Regions from separate parts of the Mus musculus genome. Here regions 2, 3, 4, 5 and 6 are each linked to region 1. Evidence: chromatin contacts called from public ChIA-PET, Hi-C and HiChIP or PLAC-seq data. All regions are on one chromosome and are shown on one strand. The core of a region is the stretch at or near the end of the contact, and the rest is flanking DNA. Distances in the headings are between cores, read along the strand shown. Region 1 holds the start of Tnks (tankyrase, TRF1-interacting ankyrin-related ADP-ribose polymerase). Region 2 overlaps Gm34705 (a long non-coding RNA gene). Region 3 has its middle 5.8 kb from the start of Gm34853. Region 4 has its middle 40 kb from the start of Gm34647. Region 5 holds the start of Ppp1r3b (protein phosphatase 1, regulatory subunit 3B). Region 6 has its middle 8.7 kb from the start of Gm45301.

Region 1 (3,188 bases), core at 500-2,999:
AAATTTTTTAAGAAAAACTAACATTTAAAAGTGGAATGTTTGATACTTTATTTTAAAAGTGTCTTTTAATTTTGTATCTTTCTGTCCTATTTGAATTTATAATAAATGTGTAAGTACACACTTCAAAGGTACTGTTTTAAGGGCATCACCTATATTTAAAAAAAAAAATCAACCAAAAGTATCAAAGCAGTGAGATTACAGCCCTTTTAGTTTTGTTCTACATTTCTGTGTTTTATAAAAATATTCTGCGTTTCAAAAAGAAAACAACTACATACTCAGAAGGGGGATGGGGCAAAAAAAAGTTCAGTTCAGCATTTAGCAATCAGTGCCTATGTGGAGAGTTTCCCCGCCAGAGACTTCTTCCTAGATCCTTGCTCAAACAACCTCTCATCTTTGTCTCTAAGAAAATGAGCTGAGAGACAAGGTAAATACACAATGGACCTCAAAGCTGCGCCCTCGCTCTCGCTCTCTCTCTCGCTCTCTGTCTCTCTCTGCCCCTTATCATAAGGCACACAATACCCTTATCACTACTGTCTCCGACTGGCCCGCTGTAGTCTCTCCAAACAGACAGTCGACTTCATAGAAAACGTGACGTTTCACAAACCCCATTGTCTTGCGTTGTGTATCTTAAGAATATGAGAGATTCTTAAAACACTTGTTGAGTTACCGTACACTTCTTTTGGCCCGGGACTGTCTGTCCTCCGGGGACAAAACCGTGCCGAAAACAAAAACAAAAACAAAACTGTCTCACGAACGACAAAGCTGTCCCTAAAGCGACTCAAATGCAACTTGTCCCAGGCAGGCACACTCTGAACTGAAAAAGTTTTAAGCATGCCCACATCCAGGGTTGACCGCTACACAGAGTTTGCATAAGTTGAAGTACCACGGTTGCAAACACTGAGGGGTGAATTCACACCTCGTCCCCGCTTCCAAGTCCCCACCACCCATGCACTAAAAACTTCAGCTCTCGGGGTGAAGTCCTGCTAACAACCTGTAACTTCTTTGTCCTGGGTCCAATCACCCACCCTCCGCTCCGAACCCCGTAAACCACAATTCTCAAGTCCCAGACAGACCTGCTGCGAAGTGCAGGGGAGAAGACTTTCGGCCGGCCATGTCCTTGGCATTCACGTTCGCGGCGTCCACCAACCTCTTCACCCGGGACACGTCCCCATTCCGACAGGCCTCGAGCAGCTCCCGCAGGGCCCCACTCACGGCTGGGACCCCCGGGCCGAGGCCCGCCGCCCCGGCTCCCAAAGTTGCCGTGGAGCCAACTCCGGCCGCCTCGGGACTCTCCGCTAAGCTCGAGCCAGGGGAGGACGGGGAGGAAGACGAAGACGAAGTCGGGGAAGAAGCGGACGACGCGGAGTTGTTCCCGCCGCCGCCGCCGCCGCCGGCTGGGGTGGGAGCGACCCCGACGGCGGCGGAAGCTGCCGGGACCGCGGCCGGAGCAGCCACGGTGCAGACGGCGCCGTCCACCGGGTCGGGAGATCGCGGCCTGTCGGGCGGGTCCCGGCTGCCATCCCCCTCCGGCAGCGCCAGGCCGTGCCGCGGGGAGGCGAAGGGCGCCAGGCCGCCGGCCGTAGGCGAGGCAGGGGTGGGTCCCGGGGCCAAGCCCGGGCTGAGCGGCGGGGGAGGTGGCGGTGGCGGAGCCGAAGCCCCTGGGGCGGGCTGGAGCTGTTGCTGATGATGGTGGTGATGATGCTGAGAGCGACGCGACGCCGCCATCTTCCCACTCCCCCGTACTGTCACTGCGGCAACGGCGCCACCGCCCGCCCTCACTTCCGGATTCTGGACCAATCGGGATCCAACATACCCGGAAATGATTCCTGCCGAAGTGGGTGGAGTCCGAGAGAAGAAGGGAAGTATTGGAAGCTCAGAGAACAACCAGCCTGGGGGCGTGGCTTAGTAGTGGAGCGACGGGCTTTTGTGACGCCCTGGCGGGCTGGCTGGGCAGATTTGAAAGTTGTGGTGAGCCACTACCTGTCTGAGAAACTTCTGCCTTCCTTCACTTTCTGCGGGATTGCTTCGGTCGGCTTCAGTCTTCCCTCGGGTACCCGTCAGTCTGCGGTGTCTCCCTTCAGAAGAAGCTATTAAAGTGTAACTTATGCAAACATCTACCAAACGTCCTCGTCCGAAAATGGAATTAATAGTACCCACCTCACAAAGTTGTTTGCAGGAATGAAGTGAGCTAATGCATACAAACGCTCTGAAGAATAATTATAATTAGCACATTGGGAATATTTTTAAATGCAGTGTTAGATATCTCTCCACCTTACTGTCTCTTTGTACTGTCTCTTACGTCTCATTCTGACACGGGACAGGAGGGAAGGATAAGGGAACTTTATTCTCTAAGAGCATTTGTACTTAATACCGGAGAAAGGAATCCATGCACATACACACTGTCAATAGCTCAGTGTTGGGGTCTGAGAGTCGGATTATTGAATTTATACCCTAATACTGATTAGATCATGGACATAGCTCAGAATTATCTGAACTACATTATCTTTTTCTGTCAGCTTATAAAGGAAAACACACACACACAAACGACAATGAGATCTTTCTCAGGTGCAGGAAGTTCTGCCAGGTGATCAGGTCTGATTTAAGCCATTTTTGACATAACAGTTCATAATGACCTTTAATTTGATGGGCCCTATGTAAAGCTTTGTGGAATTCCTTAAGATTAACAAACCTCAGGACATACAGAACATAACAGGGGATGTGACCAGCATGACCCTTCTCTGAGTCAAACTATTTTTCTATGTCAAAGGCTGGTAGGCATATTACAGCAACAATATGAAATAGCTGGCAAGCATGGAACAAAATGGCCGCAACTATGCTAGTGGGTCAGGAGGACACACCGCTTGGTTTGTCTCTTCAGAGTTAAATCTGACTAAGGATGCTCTGAGAGGCATGCAAGACTCACTGGCATTGGGAGTATGCAAACCTAACTAGACAGAGAATAAGAAGGGACAGGAATGAGCAATGGGGGAGCGGGGTGGGGGAGGGGGAGCACCAGACGAGAATCTCGGAGACTGAGCAGACCACATGACATGAGAGACGTGGCCGTACTCTGGAATGACTGACTTCTTTCTTCTGCTTTGCTAGCGCAGAGACAACAGGTAAAGCAAGTCTCTAAAATGTTAATCCTGTCCTCTCAGATTACAGACACTTTGAAAAGAGCAGTTCAA
Region 2 (3,070 bases), core at 541-3,040, 380 kb after region 1:
ACACTTGAATTTTGACAAAGAAGCCAAAACCATATGGTGGAAAAGAAGAAGGCATCCTCAACAAATGGTGTTGGTTTAACTGGATGTCTGTGTGTAGAAGAATGCAAATACATCCATATTTATCTCCCTGCACAAAACTCAAGTCCAAGAGGATCACAGACTTCAACATAAAACCAGACACACTTAATCCAATAGAACAGAAAGTGGGGAACAGCCTTGAACTCGTTCGTACAGGATACAACTTCTTGAAGAGAACACAATACAATGGCTTAGGCACTACGGTTAAGAATTAATAAACGGGACCTCATGGAACTGAAAAGCTTCTCTAAGTCTAAGGACACTGTTGTTGGGACAAATCAACAGCCTAAAGATTGAGAAAGGATCTTCACTATGCCTACAGCCAATGGAGACCTAATATCCAGAATATATAAAGAACTCAAGAAGCTAGGCACCAACAATCCAAATAACCCAATCAAAATAATCCCCCAAGAATTTCTTATCTCTACAAAAAGAGTTTGGTGGTGATGTTGTGGTCTGGAATTTTCTGTATTCAAGCCATATCATACCAAGAAGTTGTTCTTTAAATTTTCCTTATTTCTTGATGGTTAATATCTGAACAAATCTACAAAGGTTCACCTGTCTTTGCACCATTCTGAATGATAGAATGACCTAGAGTTGGAGCTCCATGGGGCTCGAGGTGCAGCTCAGAGCAGGTGAGCATGACAAACATGCGTAAGGCCCAAGTCCCAGCACTGAACAAACAAATCGGTGCGTTTGTAAGTTACCAAACAAGAAGAATCGGCGCGTTTGTAAGTTACCAAACAAGAAGAATCGGCGCGTTTGTAAGTTACCAAACAAGAAGAATCGGCGCGTTTGTAAGTTACCAAACAAGAAGAATCGGCGCGTTTGTAAGTTACCAAACAAGAAGAATCGGTGCGTTTGTAAGTTACCAAACAAGAAGAATCGGTGCGTTTGTACCAAACAAGAAGCAGCAGCATCCCAGGTAGCACTGAAGAAACCTAGAGAGCAGAAAGAATGAATGCAAGGTAGCATGGCCTACATTGCCGGAAGCTACAAGGCTACCCCGACACTCCTTAGAAGTGGCTTCAGTGGTGATGTGTGATCTGAGATGTTCACATCATTGCTTGTAGCCTCATGGATGACACTGCTGTGCGTGTGTGTCTTGGTGGATATGATGGGTAGGCTGGTGAACATCTTACTATAACAAACACAAGCTCAAGAGGGTATCTCAACCCACAATTCCTCTGTCTGCATCACTCCACCACCCGCCTCTGCTTTTGCAGTGCTCTGAGGAAGCTCTAAGTCTTCTAGCCTTTAGCTATTTGTCCTAGGGTGAAGGCACCATTTGTATTTTCAAACTGACGTTATAACTGCACTTTTTATGTATCCCCAAGAAGAAAATTAGTACAAGTACTAACAGACTATACTCATACAAACGCAAGCAGCAGTTATATTAGGAGTATGTGTGTGTTCTTTTTAAACCTCCAAATAGTCTTCAACATAGAGACACTGTATGTGTGTGTTGGAGTTGATGTTTTTAATATGTTTATTTTCAGTGCTGAAATCAAAGCCAGGGTCTCACACATTGTAAGCACATGCTATGTCTGAGCTGTCCCCAACATATGTATTACATTATAATAAAAAAAGAGCTCTCATAAACTGGGGTGGCTGGTGTTTTATTGGCGGTTTCATCTCCAGCAGTCTACTGGAAAGCAGTCTGAACCGAATCATCCATGAATCAGCAGAAGTCTCCTGGACTCCCCGCCAGCGTGCAGAGCCCGGGGAAAGCTGGAAGCTCGGTTAGCAGCAGAGCTGTCCTTGCATCACGCTGCTGTGCCTCTGTGTCGTGCCTTGCATCACGATGCTGTGCCTCCATGTCGTGCCTCTTCCTCTGGATGTTGGCATGAGCTTAGTGCAGAGACTGAAATCGGGAGAGTTCACCATGATGCAATTTAAAATGGAAATTCGCTCCTGAAAAATGAATATTAATTTGCCTAAAATTAATTTTAAACTGAATTTAGTTTAGCTTTAGTATTCAAAAGGGAATTCACTTGTTTGCCCCTAAAACTCCCAGGGAACTGAATCATCAGTGTTTGGATGCAAAATGGATATTTTTTTTAAAAATTCAGAAATTTTTGTTATTATTAGGCAGCTATACAACAGGAAAAATGCATTTTTTATTTCAACCAGATGGGGCCATATCAACTTAGGCCAAATCAATAACATAAAAATTGTGATTTAATTGTGTCCTCCCTGGAGTTCCTTGCCTGGAATGGGTATCTAAGGCCTGGTAAACTTGGGGAGTTATGTTAAACAGTGTAGCTTGGAAGAGAGCAACCATCTGTTCTGGGGTGTGTGTGTGTGGTGAGGGGGGAGACATGCTGACAGGCTTATTAAATTTGCCTTGTCTTGCTCAGGAGGCCAGCTGAGGTTCCCACTCTGGAGAGGCAGAGCCACTACAGGGTTCAGTGATCAATTCTCTGCCTGCCCACCTTCTCTCTCCTACTTTTCCTTCCTCTGCATCCTGGTTTTCTCCACTTCCACCTAAAGTGGAGGCTGAAGACTGCAATAATGACAGATGCAAATTCTATGTAAAGAATGGGGCTTGGGAGCCAGGGGCCTAGCAGCCTTAAAGGCCTAGCCTTTAATCCCAACACTTGGGAGGCAGAGGCAGGCGGATTTCCAAGTTTGAGGCCAGCCTGGTCTACAGAGTGAGTTCCAGGACAGCCAAGGCTACACAGAGAAACCCTGTCTCGAAAAAAAAAAAACAAAAAAAAAAAACAAAAACCAAACCAAACAAACAAACAAACAAAAAAGAACGGGGCGTGGTCACCGGTCTCTAACTTGAGCAGTTGGGAGGCACAGGCAGGTAGATCTCAGTGAGTCAGAGGCCAGTCTGATCTACAGAGTGAAAACAAAACAATTTCACAATAAAACAAACAAAACCCAGAACCAGTTAACAACCACACAGTTTGCAACAGCTCTAGGGTAACTCTTTGGACATGGTGGAGTCTTGCTTGCTTCACAATTCACAAATTAGTGCAGACAC
Region 3 (2,883 bases), core at 294-2,793, 470 kb after region 1:
TTCCCCAAGGATAGAGAGCAGGGAATGCCTAGGAATGGTTTTGTCTCCCCAAACCTTGACAGATCCTGTTGCTGGTGAGGACAAGGTAGGAAGGGCATTGAAGAAATCTGTGGCCCGGGGATCTTTGATAGCACAGAGACTGATTTCATTTGCTCTGAAGCTGGAACTGGGAGTCCTCGTGTGCCCAGGGCTCCTCTGTCCTCTCTCCTCACACAAACCAGTTTCCCAGCATTCTGCAAAAGCAGCTCATGAGCCACAAGAAATCCTACATAGGAGACTGTCTTGGAAAACAAAGATAAATCTAAAGTTCTGGTGTGGAGAGAAGTAGAAGAAGGCTAGCAGGGGAAGGTGGGTGGGGTTAAGGGAGGGTAATGGCAGTGGGGGGCCAAAGTACATCATCTGTTGGTAGGAAAATGTCTTCATGAAACTCCATATTTTGTACAATAACTACAAGCTAACAAAGGGGTAGTAGTGGTGCTAGTGGTGTCACATGCCTTTAATCCCAGCACTTAGGAAGCATAGACAGGTGGACCTCTGAGTTTGAAGCCAGCCTGCTCTGCAGAATGAGTTCCAGGACAGCCAGGCCAACATAAAGAAGCCCTGTCCCAAAAAAATAAAGAAAGAGGGAAGGGGAGGGAGATGGGAGAAAGAGGAAGGAGAGGGGAGGAGAGGGAAGAGAAGGAAGAGAAGAGAAGAGAAAAGAAGAGAAGAGAGAAAAGAAGAGAAAAGAAAGGAGAAGAGAAAGGGAAGGGAAGGGAAGAGAAGGGAAGGGGAGGGGAGGGGAGGGGAGGGGAGAGGAGAGAAGAGAAGAGAAGAGAAGAGAAGGAGAAGAGAAAGAGAAGAGAAAGAGACGAGAAAGAGACGAGGAAGAGACAGGAAGAGACGAGGAAGAGACGAGGAAGAGAAAGAGAAGAGAAGAGAAGAGAAGAGAAGAGAAGAGAAGAGAAGAAAAGAAAAGAAAAGAAAAGAAAAGAAAAGAAAAGAAAAGAAAAGAAAAGAAAAGAAAAGAAAAGAAAAGAAAAGAAAAGAAAAGAAAAGGTTTCCCATTGGAGAAGTCCTGGATTCCAAGCTCAGAGGACACTGTGCACACAGAGCTGCGAATGCTGTTCTGTACTCCTTGGATCAGCTTCTTTCTTGTCTTGAAAGGACCGCAGGTCTCATCGTGCCCAGGTGTCTGGCGAGGAGAAAGATCAATGTGGAGTAAGAAGAGTATCATTCACATTACTCATTTCATAGTGAGGTCAAATAACTTCTCAAACAGCACACCGGAAGTGGATGAACTACAGGTCACGTCTAACTTTTGCCAGCGCTCTCCTACTCTGCACTCTTGACCTCCAAGGTCAAGACAGAGAAATGCGGAGAGGTCCATCGGCTACCCACATGACCTACCCGAGTGAGCCAGGCCAGCTCTGGGCAGACACTCCCTGTCACGTCCCACAGCTAGATCAGTGTGGCCAAAGGGTGACACACGTCACAGCGTCTGACACCCTCATCCCTTTGCCTCGGTTTACAAACCTGAGCTCTGGGGCGCACAGGCAAACCTCATTGAAGCTCCGTGCAGTTAACACAGACTTCCGCTTGCGACAGGTTTCCTTCCCACACTGGCTGTGGTTTTTCTCTTCCGGTCCCTGACCCCTTTCTTCTTTTGTTTTACGCTAAAAGCTTTAGCCGGAAAACGTAGAGCCAAAGGAATGGAATAAACGTTAGCTTCAGCCTACAAAAAAGGAGTCCTTAATAGTGGATGTGAGAAAGTACTTCACTGAATAACCAGTTCGTCCTGAATTATTTAGATAATCTTTTATTTCATTTTATTTCTGGAAGCTCAGACACAGAACAAAAGCATGCCCTGGGCTAAATGCAGAGACAAAAGTGCAGAGTGTTTTGTTTTGTTTTGTTTTGTTTTGTTTTGTTTTGTTTTGTTTTGTTTTGTTTTGTTTTGTTTCTGAGTCCTGCTCCACCTGCTGAACTTCATGCCCTCCTAGCTTTGAGACCAGAAGAATTCAGACCTGTGGGAGAATGCATTCTACGAAGGGAATCAGAGTCAACCTCTATGCCTGGGAAGTACTGACCAATTGGTCCCAAAATTGGCCTAGGCTTTCTCAGTGAACGCAGGAAATCTTGTAGCCTAGGATAGCCCTCAGTCCAGGCAAACTGAGTTGTTGACCATCCTGGGACACACAGGGGTTCTGTGGGAAATGCAGGGGTTCTGGGGGATGGGCATACCAGCCTTTGGGTTCTTTTCCTTCAGCTGGTTTTTGTTTGTTTGTTTGTTTTTTGTTTTTGTTTTGTTTTGAGACTGTTTTGTTTTATAGCCCAAGCTAGCCTCAAACTCACCAACCTCCTGCCTCAGCTACCTGAGTGCTAGGTATCTACCACTGTCTCATCCTACCTTAGCAGAAGTAGAGTAATCCAGAACCCTGGTGGGCCTGATGCCCCATGCGGATACAAGGGGAAGATGCTGTGTGCAGAAGGTAGGGTGTCTAAATGTACCCATTAAAATGTTCTCCTACTGCTCTGATGTATATATGTGCATTAGCGTATATATAATCACACAAGTCCAACCTGACAACTGCAGAATTTTTTTAAAAATAAAAACGACAAGAAGGAAGTCCTTAGTACGCATAATCGTTTTGAGACTTCAAGGTTTTAATATAACCTTATGCCTAAGAGCTAACCATGCTAGTCTTTTCCAGGATAAAGATCGATAAAATGAGGCTGTGAAGCTATCTTTCACTTAACAATATAGGATCAAAGCTGTGTCAACAAGGATGCTTTTATGACGTCATTTCAATGAGCACCACAGAATATTCCACATCGCACCAATAGCACAGTTTACACAACTTTGATTTAGTAGCATGTTTCTGCTGCTTTTAATAATCCTTC
Region 4 (2,777 bases), core at 34-2,533, 340 kb after region 1:
CTCCAAGATTCCCAGTGAACCTGATATTTAACTAGACACTACTGTTGAACCCCTGGAAACAGGACATTAGATATATATTTGGCACTCAAGCGCACAATAAGGCTAACATTAGCCCTCTGAATAGATGGTTTTCAGATGTTTCTCTGTGTGTCTTGATAATTATTATGACACCAGACACACAATCACAGGTACATATGTAATTATTTGTATGACATATATATTTTATGGGTAGTGTCACCACACACTATTGTCAATTTTCTACCTGTGTGTTTTAATAATTACTGTGATTCAATGCCCATGTATAATTTTATACACATAGAATTACATAGAATTAATATATAATATAAATAATACTCTTCAACATGAGCCATATATTTTTTTAATTACCCAGTCCCTGGTGGATTGGATTACAGACCATAACTATTTTTCTTCTCTTAGCTATGTGCATAGGGGTCTCTCCTCCTTGGATCTTGAGCCCCGGATAATCAAGGGTACCCCAGCTGAACACCCTTGGCTCTAATAGAGCACAGAACAGCTGCACCTGGAGCAGGTTACCAGACAGGCTTGTTAACAAGTCCTTCCCTCACTAGCTCCTGCCAAAAGTTGTTGTCAGGATATCTTGTTACGAACAAGATAAATTAGAGGTGGGAGCCTGGCCAAGGGTGAGACTCCTCTGGAGTTATCCCAAAGGGACCCCATCCAATTGTTTAGGCTGATTGCCTGGCTGAGCCAATCAGAATTTTCAAGAGACCAGGTAAGCACTTTTGCTGAACCCATCTACGTCCTGGTTGCCAGACACCAAGGTTGAAGTGAAACTTGAGTGTACAGTTGCCAAATCTCTTTCTCTGTCGCTCATTTTCCTTTCTTAACAATGCAGACAGTCACTGCAAAGCCACATAGACAAGGACAGAATTCCAATGCCTGCCCTTGCTGCAGCTGTATGGGATCACCTCTTGCCACCCTCTTCCTGGAACTGGGACTCGGGGTCTTTTGGGTATTCCACATCCTGGAGGAGAGCCTGGCCTGTCATCTCACCTTCATCCTTCCCTCCATCCCTCTTCTGCAACTGAGTTTCAAAAGTCACTTCCAGCCAAAGTTTTCCTGTGCATGTGACACTGCCAGGCTAAGATTGATTTACCAAATAAAAGGACATTAGAAATCCACAGAGTCAGATCAATCTTTAATGAAAAACCAACAAACATTAAAAAGCCACCATTAAGTAGCTCAGGGTTGAAGGCAGCTCAAGCTAATTGGCACCCATAGGCTTTCACTGGCTGCCAAGTTCCAGGGAACTGGCTGTCACCCCAGCTCCACCAAAGGAGGCCAACAGGGCCCAGTTGCTAATTAGGGGGATGTGGGCTGCAAAGCGCCCCTTTCCAAATGCACTTTCTTCTTTGCATAGACAGTGCCCTGAAACTTGTAACTTGCCGTGATCAGTAGCGAAGACGTTACTAAGTGGCGTCTGTTCTCGCTCCATAGAGCATTATCAACCAGCTCCCCAGGGACCGAGGGGCAGGAGAAAGGAAGCCATACTTGGAGGGCGAAGTGTATTCACAGTGCTAGAGCAATGTACGGTGGTGTATGAAATTGGATCTTTGGAGAGATAAAACAGAATGACTCCCTTTGCAAACATTTAATTGTCAGCGTTTTCTCTAATTAACTGGTTTCCAACTATTTTTTCCCCAACCCTAGGCACTCATTAGAAGTCCCTGGTCTGGGGGCTGGATGTCTAACACAAGCTGCTATCCAGCGATTCTGGAGATGGAGTCTAAGTATCAGCAGTCATTGCGGAGCATCTCCCAACATAATTGTCCTTAGTGGGGCAGGGTCAAAAACTTCTGTTCCAAGAATAGACAATTGTTTCATGACATTATTTTTCTTTTGTATGAAACAGGGTCTTGCTATATAGTCCAGGATGGTTATTAAGTTTCATCCTCCAAAGGGCTAGTACTGTAAACCTGTGACTTCACTTGGCTCAATATAGTTGGTCCTCCTCCTCTTCATCCTCCTCTTCATCCTCCCCCTCCTCCCCTTCCTTCTTCATGCATATGTGTGTTATATATACAGATGTGTGCACATGTGTGTGCATGTGTATTCTTGTGTGTAGGAGTCATTGTCAGGTGTCCATTGCTTCCCACCCAACTTTTTTGAGATACAGTCTTTCACTGAACCTAGGACTTCACCGGCTTGGCTTGATCCTCTGCCTCTGCGTCCCCAGTGCTGAGATGACAGACACAAGCTGCCACACTCAACGTTTTATGTGGGTGCTGGGGATCTGAGTTCAGTTAGTTCCTCAGACTTACATAACAAACACTTTACTGATGAGTCATCTCCCCAGTCCAGGGTACCTTTTTTACATAACAGTTTTACAAACACATAACAAAAAGGTAAATGTGTCATCTAGGACTCTAAAAAGGCCTTAAACATGCCATTTCTACTTTGTCCTCATGGCTTTGAATATATCCATTCATGGAGTAGTTCTTGTCTACAGAATAGTTTCTTTTTTTCTCAGAGACATGCATCAGTTTACAAGAACTGCCATGACAAAATGCCACAGGCTGGACAGATTAAACCACAGAAACAGGTTTTTCAGTTCTGAGGCCCTGACAGCTGAGTAAGATCATATATATATATATATATTTTAAGGTTGTTTCTCTGAGAGAACCGGTCTCCTTGGCTTACAGGTGGCCATCTTTTCCCTGTGTTCTCACACGGTCTTCCCTCTGGGTGAATTTGTGTCCTGGCCACCTCTCTTCATAAGGTCATATTTGGATTGG
Region 5 (2,890 bases), core at 142-2,641, 410 kb after region 1:
TTGCTTCTGGGCATTCTGAGAAGGTCATGGCCATCTGTGAACCCTGGGGCTTTTTGTCCTAAGAGGGCGGGAGAAGGAGGGGCCAAAGGAAAGACAACACTGCCTTCCACACTTGGGAGTCTACCATCTAGCTAGAACTTTGTTAGCAGTGGGGAACTTTGCACACAGCCTGTGCTCCTCAGTCCGTCTCTCTACAGCCGGACCTTCTACCGTAGGAAATCGCCTCCACCCCTTGGCATGGGTACCCCGGTTCCTGATGAAATTGTGACCCGCTGTCCCCTTCCCAGATCCTGGACTCCAGCCCTGTCACTCGCCACACACTGCAGATCACGTGGTAGAGTGCTGTTCGCCCCAAGTGTAGCTATTGGTCTGCGGCTCATGTCCCGGAAGCTCATTGGCTGAGTCCTGCGTTCACGTGGGGGTGGGGGTAAGGTGGTCTTGGATAGCACCCTTAGTGGGGAGAGGTGGCTGGAAAGTTAAAGTGAGCCACAGATTGCTGGAGCTGGAATCCAGAGTGCTGCAATCCAGTGAGCAGGTGAGAGGGCTGCTGTTGCGTGGACCAAGCCGAGTGCCTGCCCCACTTTTGCCGTCGTGGTTGCTGTCACTGTCACCCAGCTCAGATGGTGGGGCGGGCTGAAGGGTCTCCCCTCCGTACTCAAGAGTGGTACCGGGTACGTACCTCCTCAAGCCTCTAGTTCAAGGTCCAGAGCCAGGAAATCTGCGGTGAGGGGCACGCGGGGGAGTTCTCCGACACTTACCATTTGTCCCACTAACACTGACTCCCAGGTAGTAGAATCCCCTAGCTGGGCTCGGGTGGCTTGTCGCTTCAGCGTGCAGAAACATCTCAGGCACCGGAGCTGGGATGGAGCCTAGAGGGGACCCCCGAGATCCCTAAGCGAGTTAGCCTGCGAAACGTGTCCTGAACAGAAAGGATGTCTCGAGTCCTAACGTGGCACATCCCCAACCTGAGATGTGACACTTTGGAAGATAATTCTAGTTTTTTGTGGCAGAATCTGGAGTCCAAATACAAGCTCCCGGGGCTTCAGTTTCCCGTTACGAAATAGACGCGAGAAACCCGTGTCCCAGCCCTGACTCCATCAAGTAGTGCGGACCAGTCCCTACTACTCCCCACTTAGGTTCAGATCTCCTTTTGCTGCACACAGGCAAGAGGCACACGCTGTGTCGTCTCGGGTCTCGGAAGGCAATGGGCTCGAGGCGAGCTCCACCCGGGAACGGGGCAGCCCGCGTGGGGGTGCTCGCGAGGCGCTGCCCCCATCTGGGCTGTCCCGCCGCCAGGTCCCGCCCTGATGTGATAACTTGGGCTCCTCCTCCTTGTTCGTCTCCGGGAACTAAGCCCAGGCCCTACCCCCGGGACACCCCGACGCTCACGTAGTTCAGTGGCAGCAATCAACCCTGACACTTCTCTCAGGCTCTCCCATGAGGCCAGCGAGCAGCGGCCCCGGCTGCGGCGCCGCCGGGAGAGGTAGGTGCAGACCCAGTCTAAGCTGGGGCGAGGGCGGGTGCAGGCACACCCTGTGTCTGGTGGGATGGGGACTCGCTGACCTTCCCCCAGGGACTTGTTCACAGCTACCGTTTTGAACCCAGAGGAGAGGCTCTGAACCGGACGGCAGCTTCAGAACAGGGGATGGCAGGCCCACGGGGAAACAGAGAAAGTTGAAAAAGACTTGAGTGGGGGAACTTGCAGAGTTGCTGGAATGTGGCCCTGTCTCAGCTTGCGGGTCCAGGAGAAAGAAAGGCTTCTTCAGCCTAGGCAGGGAAGGAACTGGTCCCTTTGGCAAGAACGTCCAGGAGCCAGGGAGAAAGTAGAGACAGCTGAAGTAAACTAGGGCCATTTAGGGGAAAGTTAGTAGAAAGAGAAGCATCGGGGCCCTATTAGCAACCTTGAAGGTCAAAGCTGCAAGTGACCTCAGAAGAAACCCTTAAACCCGGAGAGTTCTTCGTTTGTTAAAGCTCAGCTGGGCAGAGGCCTTCTTAGGCCTGAGCTTCTTGCTGTCTTTGGCCCTTATTAGCTGGTGTGGGCTGCCTCATTCAAAGCTACCTGACTGCTCATTATGCGGCCCTATTCAAAAACATTTCTCTTCAAGGATTGAGGGGTGTATACATTAAAACTGTAATAATTAGGGTCTGTATACAAAAGGGGGCCAATGTCAACTTCATACATATAAAAGTATCAGCTAGACATTTGGGGAGAGAACCGAGATTTGCTGAAAGGGGGGGGGAGGAGTGGATGGTGGTGTCTTGAATTGGTTGAGGATATTTATCTAATGTAGTGTTGCGGTGGGTTATTGTTAACTTGGTTTTGACATCAGCGAGGAAGAGTTGCAGAAAGAAGGTCTCAGTCAGAAACTCAGTCGCTCAACTGCCTGAAGCTAGGCAGGTTGTGGGTTTTGGTTTTTTTTGTTTTGTTTTGTTTTGTTTTGTTTTTTGTTTTTTTTGGTTTTTGGTTTTTTTTTTTTTTTTTGGTTTTTTGTTTTTGTTTTTCTGTTCAGACTTGTCAAGCTTAAAAGAAATATTACTGGCCTTCTAAGGCTGGCAGCATCTTGAAAGACCACATTATTTCAGTAGGACACAGAAGGTATTTCTGCAAGCGTCCCAAACCTGGCCCAAGCTCTCTTCAGAGGCAGTTGACTTCTGAGGCACCCACGTGAAAGCAGGGTGTGTGATTGTTCTTGGGAAACAGCTCCTTAGGCTCCTGGGATCCTGTCCTGCAACTGTGTCCAGGTCCTGTGTCGCTTTACCGGCTCAAATGTGCATCGGTGGTCTCTGCTACTGCCTGTTTCCTCGGTAGAAGGAAAGCCTGGGGCAGTGTTGGAGACAGAATAAGGACTTCAGTACATACACGAGTGTGTGGCTGTGAAGATGTTTCCTC
Region 6 (3,091 bases), core at 500-2,999, 440 kb after region 1:
TTCCCTCTTCTCATATCATTATCTTGTGTCAAGTTAACCAGAAACACCAACTAGGATATTAATATTTTGTTGAGGATTTCTGTGTATAAAATTATAAGTGATATAGGTCTGATTTGGGTATCAAGTCAATACAAGCCTTGTAAAATGAAACAAGAAGTATTAATCCCTTCTTTTCTGGTGTGTGTGTGTGTGTGTGTGTGTGTGTGTGTGTGTGTGTGTGTGTGTGTAGGAGAAGCTCATACAAAAAATTGCTATTTCCTTTTTAAATGCTTGTAGAATTCTTTCTTATAGCTTTAAAGTTACAAATTGAATACCTTTAATACTTATAGAGCCTAATAACCAATAATTCAGTGAATTATTTTTACATAGATTTGTATACATTTAGACACTCAATAAAATTTTAATTTTTTTTTTCAATTTTCATTTTCCATAGACAATGTCTAAATTAAACAGGACATCAAAGTAATCAATCATAAATAATCATGCTTACATAAATGAATATATTTGTCTACTGTGCATGGTTTGTTTACATACTTCAGTAGCTTTGATATATTTTAAATATGTCAAAACTTGCCTAAACAAAACTTTACTAGGTATGATAATATAGTCTGATATTTTCTATTCCATTACATCCATAAAATACTGGTTGTCACATCAAAGCCATTTGAAGACCCATTAAACTATTCCAACAGCAACTGGAAAAAAAAACATTGATTTTCATATTCCCTATTGTCTTTTTTACCTTTGACAGTATATAATTTTGCAGGTCCAACATTCTCACTTCTTAGATATAGCTCAAGGCCCATCAGACATGCATGCCAGTAATTTCGAAATAAATTTCCAAAGTATATTTCAGACAGTTTACATTTACAACAAATGTAGCCAATGTTTACAGTGAGAGGGGAAAAGAAGAACACGAGAAGTTCTTTTGCTCATATTTCAGGAATGGAAATTTATTTCTCAAAAAGAAAACAAAAAGCAACTGTGCAAAAGAAATCTGGCTAATGATCCTTTAGTATAAATGTTGTGACACTGCACTTTATTAAAAACAAAACAAAACAACAACAACAACATCGAGTTCAAACCATGAAGTGATGGGGCCTGCCAGATACTGCCATCTTCCATCACTGTGGGAAGGATGCCTTGGGTGGTTACAGAGTTCTCTAGAGCTGTAAAAGTGAAGTAGAAGGTAGTAGTAGATGCAGGGTGTCTATGTTTTGGCTGTCCCCCGAGCTAGCGATGCAGCAGCTCTTGGTGCCTTCTGCTTTTCTTTCTGTAACTTCAGGAAACAACCAGGCAGTGAACCCAAAGGCGGAACTTCAGTCTTCAGATGACGGCCTTTCCTGTATTAGCAAAGGCCACGTTTCCGGGTTTTCCTTGTCTGTCTTTGTGCTATTAGACAGGATGTGGCTTTATCGTAAGACCTGGGTAAATATCTGCAGAGGCATGGATGCTGAGAGATCGTAAGGCCTGAGTAAGCACCTGCAGAGGGATGGATGCTGAGAGATCACGCTGTCCAACCTTCCATTTTACAGTTGCAAGGCTGCGTTCCAGGGAGTTTAGGAACGCCACTGAAAACCCAAAACTAATGAAATGGCAGAAGCCAGCCTAGAACTCATGTCCGGACTGTATCCTGACCCGGGATGTCTGGCTTCTCAGGGCTGAGATTAAAGTAATGCATTTCAGCAATGAGTCCTTTTCTACGCCTACATCAGTATCAGCCTACATCAGCATCTGCCTACATCAGCATCAGTCAACCCACGAGGCAGATAAGGTGGCAAAGACAGATGAAAGAAGAGAAGGTGATATACAGAGGGCCGTGGTTCCTCCTCTCTCTTGTTTGTAGCTATCAATTGAGTCTTATCTATATTAAGAAAAAAAATGACCGGAGAAAAATAGACACAAACCATCACTCGCCATTATAGTTCATAGTCTAGCTGGCAAAACCTGGAGTTATCCACTGTTGGGGTACAAGTAGCTCCTAATTGTAACTGGCTGTGTGCGACTACGGAAGTCTACCAATTCTCACATTCGCCCTCAAGGAAATTGCCTTCATCCAGAAGGGTTTGATAGGAAATGGGAGCTCATCCAAGTGACAGTGAAGCCTAAAAGTAGGGATATATTTATTGTCTAGTGATATTGTTAAAAGAGGCCAAAACAGTGTGCTGCCTGCCAGCACTTGGATCTGAGCTGTGGGTGCCTAGAAGATGCCAACGTAGCCACAATCACTATTCTCCAAGATGGTTATTTTGCTCTAATCTGCTGGTGGCCGCAGAAGACGGTTCTCATAACCATGATGGACGGGCTGATGTTAGTGTATCACAAGCTGAACCCCTCTGTGTGAGCACCCTTTATATTTAGTGTGTGTGATGGTGGTGGTGGGTCTTCATTGGCATGTGAGTGAGATGAATGACTGTCATGCAAGACTGCCCTGTAAGGATGAGAACAGCCTCTTCGTACAGCTGAGAAATCAATTGTTTCTTGTTCTCATTTTCGTTAGGCACCGTGCGTGTCTAGACCAGTTGACAAGCATTCTGCTGACTTAGCAGTGTTAAAACCAGTGCTGACAGCCCCATTCCTATTAGAGATGGGGCCAAAATACACTGTAGAATATATAAATACCACCTCCTCCCACCCTCCTGGCCATGATCACAGCTCTAAAGCAGACTTAGAGGACTTAAGACCTATTTTATATCAACCTTAGTGTCATCCTGGTAGCCGGGCCGGCTGCCTTCCAGGTTCCATGCTAAAGTGGAGCCTTATAAGCAGTCTTGATTTAGCCACTCCCTGTTTTTCCTTCTAACTGAGAAAGAACATTTTTGGCTTCCTCCCTTTCTATCCTAATTCACCCCCACAGGCACTGGGCTGGCAAAGCACCTATGTGAGAGTGTCTAGGGTGAAGAAGGAGCAAAACCAGGTGCAGCAGTGGGTCCTGTATGGGCATCATGGGCTCAGGGCAAGAGGCAGCACTATGCAGTTGAGAGAATGGGTATGCAGTTGAGAGAATGTGTATGCACAGGGCAGGGAGCAAATAAAGGCAGGAAGGATGACAGGATTCAGATAACCAGAGACAGAAGCGTGGATAGAGAGG

What was found. Hi-C and Micro-C count contacts between places; a contact is called where the count stands out from the background. ChIA-PET counts read pairs in DNA pulled down with a chosen protein or histone mark. HiChIP or PLAC-seq counts read pairs in DNA pulled down with a chosen protein or histone mark.
Region 2: a contact with region 1 is called in an H3K4me3 HiChIP or PLAC-seq map of embryonic limb bud, with 4 times the contacts expected there. The contact joins the enhancer-like site here to the promoter of Tnks in region 1. A contact is called at or near these places in 2 of 39 promoter capture datasets (the 3T3-L1 cell line and hippocampal neurons), 3 of 115 datasets of contacts at active chromatin or transcription factors (bone marrow-derived macrophages, embryonic fibroblasts and embryonic limb bud) and 1 of 9 other capture datasets (adipose tissue).
Region 3: a contact with region 1 is called in an RNA polymerase II ChIA-PET map of effector CD8 T cells, with 29 read pairs. The contact joins the enhancer-like site here to the promoter of Tnks in region 1. A contact is called at or near these places in 7 of 39 promoter capture datasets (the 3T3-L1 cell line, the C10 cell line, the HPC-7 cell line and 4 more), 2 of 484 Hi-C or Micro-C datasets (CD8 T cells and the MNK3 cell line), 12 of 115 datasets of contacts at active chromatin or transcription factors (the 230-238 cell line, bone marrow-derived macrophages, effector CD8 T cells and 9 more) and 1 of 9 other capture datasets (liver).
Region 4: a contact with region 1 is called in a Hi-C map of liver, with 2.7 times the contacts expected there. The contact joins the enhancer-like site here to the promoter of Tnks in region 1. A contact is called at or near these places in 1 of 39 promoter capture datasets (neutrophils), 1 of 484 Hi-C or Micro-C datasets (liver) and 2 of 115 datasets of contacts at active chromatin or transcription factors (bone marrow-derived macrophages and forebrain).
Region 5: an H3K4me3 HiChIP or PLAC-seq map of stem cell-derived neural progenitor cells shows a contact between it and region 1, with 45 read pairs. The contact joins the promoter of Ppp1r3b here to the promoter of Tnks in region 1. A contact is called at or near these places in 7 of 39 promoter capture datasets (the 3T3-L1 cell line, cranial neural crest, embryonic stem cells and 3 more), 4 of 484 Hi-C or Micro-C datasets (cardiomyocytes, embryonic stem cells and myocytes) and 11 of 115 datasets of contacts at active chromatin or transcription factors (acute myeloid leukemia, bone marrow-derived macrophages, craniofacial prominence and 7 more).
Region 6: a contact with region 1 is called in an H3K4me3 HiChIP or PLAC-seq map of bone marrow-derived macrophages, with 4 times the contacts expected there. The contact joins the enhancer-like site here to the promoter of Tnks in region 1. A contact is called at or near these places in 5 of 39 promoter capture datasets (the 3T3-L1 cell line, embryonic stem cells, hippocampal neurons and 1 more) and 4 of 115 datasets of contacts at active chromatin or transcription factors (bone marrow-derived macrophages, craniofacial prominence, embryonic hindbrain and 1 more).

Annotation. Positions count from the first base shown.
Region 1 is chr8:34,963,941-34,967,128 of GRCm38.p6, forward strand. It overlaps Tnks (tankyrase, TRF1-interacting ankyrin-related ADP-ribose polymerase), which reads right to left and starts at 1,750. Exons shown (of 27, transcript NM_175091.3): 1 at 1,074-1,750. The coding sequence starts at 1,725.
Region 2 is chr8:35,347,046-35,350,115 of GRCm38.p6, forward strand. It overlaps Gm34705 (a long non-coding RNA gene), which reads right to left. Exons shown (of 5, transcript XR_378885.3): 5 at 1,544-1,992. Among named protein-coding and RNA genes, the nearest start is that of Gm34705, 19 kb to the right of the region's middle. Within about 2 kb of position 1,791, at least 38 of the 459 cell types and tissues checked have an H3K27ac peak or open chromatin away from gene starts, as enhancers often do. A contact at or near this core is called in embryonic limb bud and hippocampal neurons, where this site is marked.
Region 3 is chr8:35,429,353-35,432,235 of GRCm38.p6, forward strand. No RefSeq gene overlaps it. Among named protein-coding and RNA genes, the nearest start is that of Gm34853, 5.8 kb to the right of the region's middle. Within about 2 kb of position 1,544, at least 92 of the 459 cell types and tissues checked have an H3K27ac peak or open chromatin away from gene starts, as enhancers often do. A contact at or near this core is called in the 230-238 cell line, CD8 T cells, the HPC-7 cell line and 6 more, where this site is marked.
Region 4 is chr8:35,299,913-35,302,689 of GRCm38.p6, forward strand. No RefSeq gene overlaps it. Among named protein-coding and RNA genes, the nearest start is that of Gm34647, 40 kb to the left of the region's middle. Within about 2 kb of position 1,284, at least 30 of the 459 cell types and tissues checked have an H3K27ac peak or open chromatin away from gene starts, as enhancers often do. A contact at or near this core is called in liver, where this site is marked.
Region 5 is chr8:35,375,271-35,378,160 of GRCm38.p6, forward strand. Ppp1r3b (protein phosphatase 1, regulatory subunit 3B) reads left to right here and starts at 1,392. Exons shown (of 2, transcript NM_001364452.1): 1 at 1,392-1,483.
Region 6 is chr8:35,399,247-35,402,337 of GRCm38.p6, forward strand. No RefSeq gene overlaps it. Among named protein-coding and RNA genes, the nearest start is that of Gm45301, 8.7 kb to the right of the region's middle. Within about 2 kb of position 1,750, at least 41 of the 459 cell types and tissues checked have an H3K27ac peak or open chromatin away from gene starts, as enhancers often do. A contact at or near this core is called in bone marrow-derived macrophages and microglia, where this site is marked.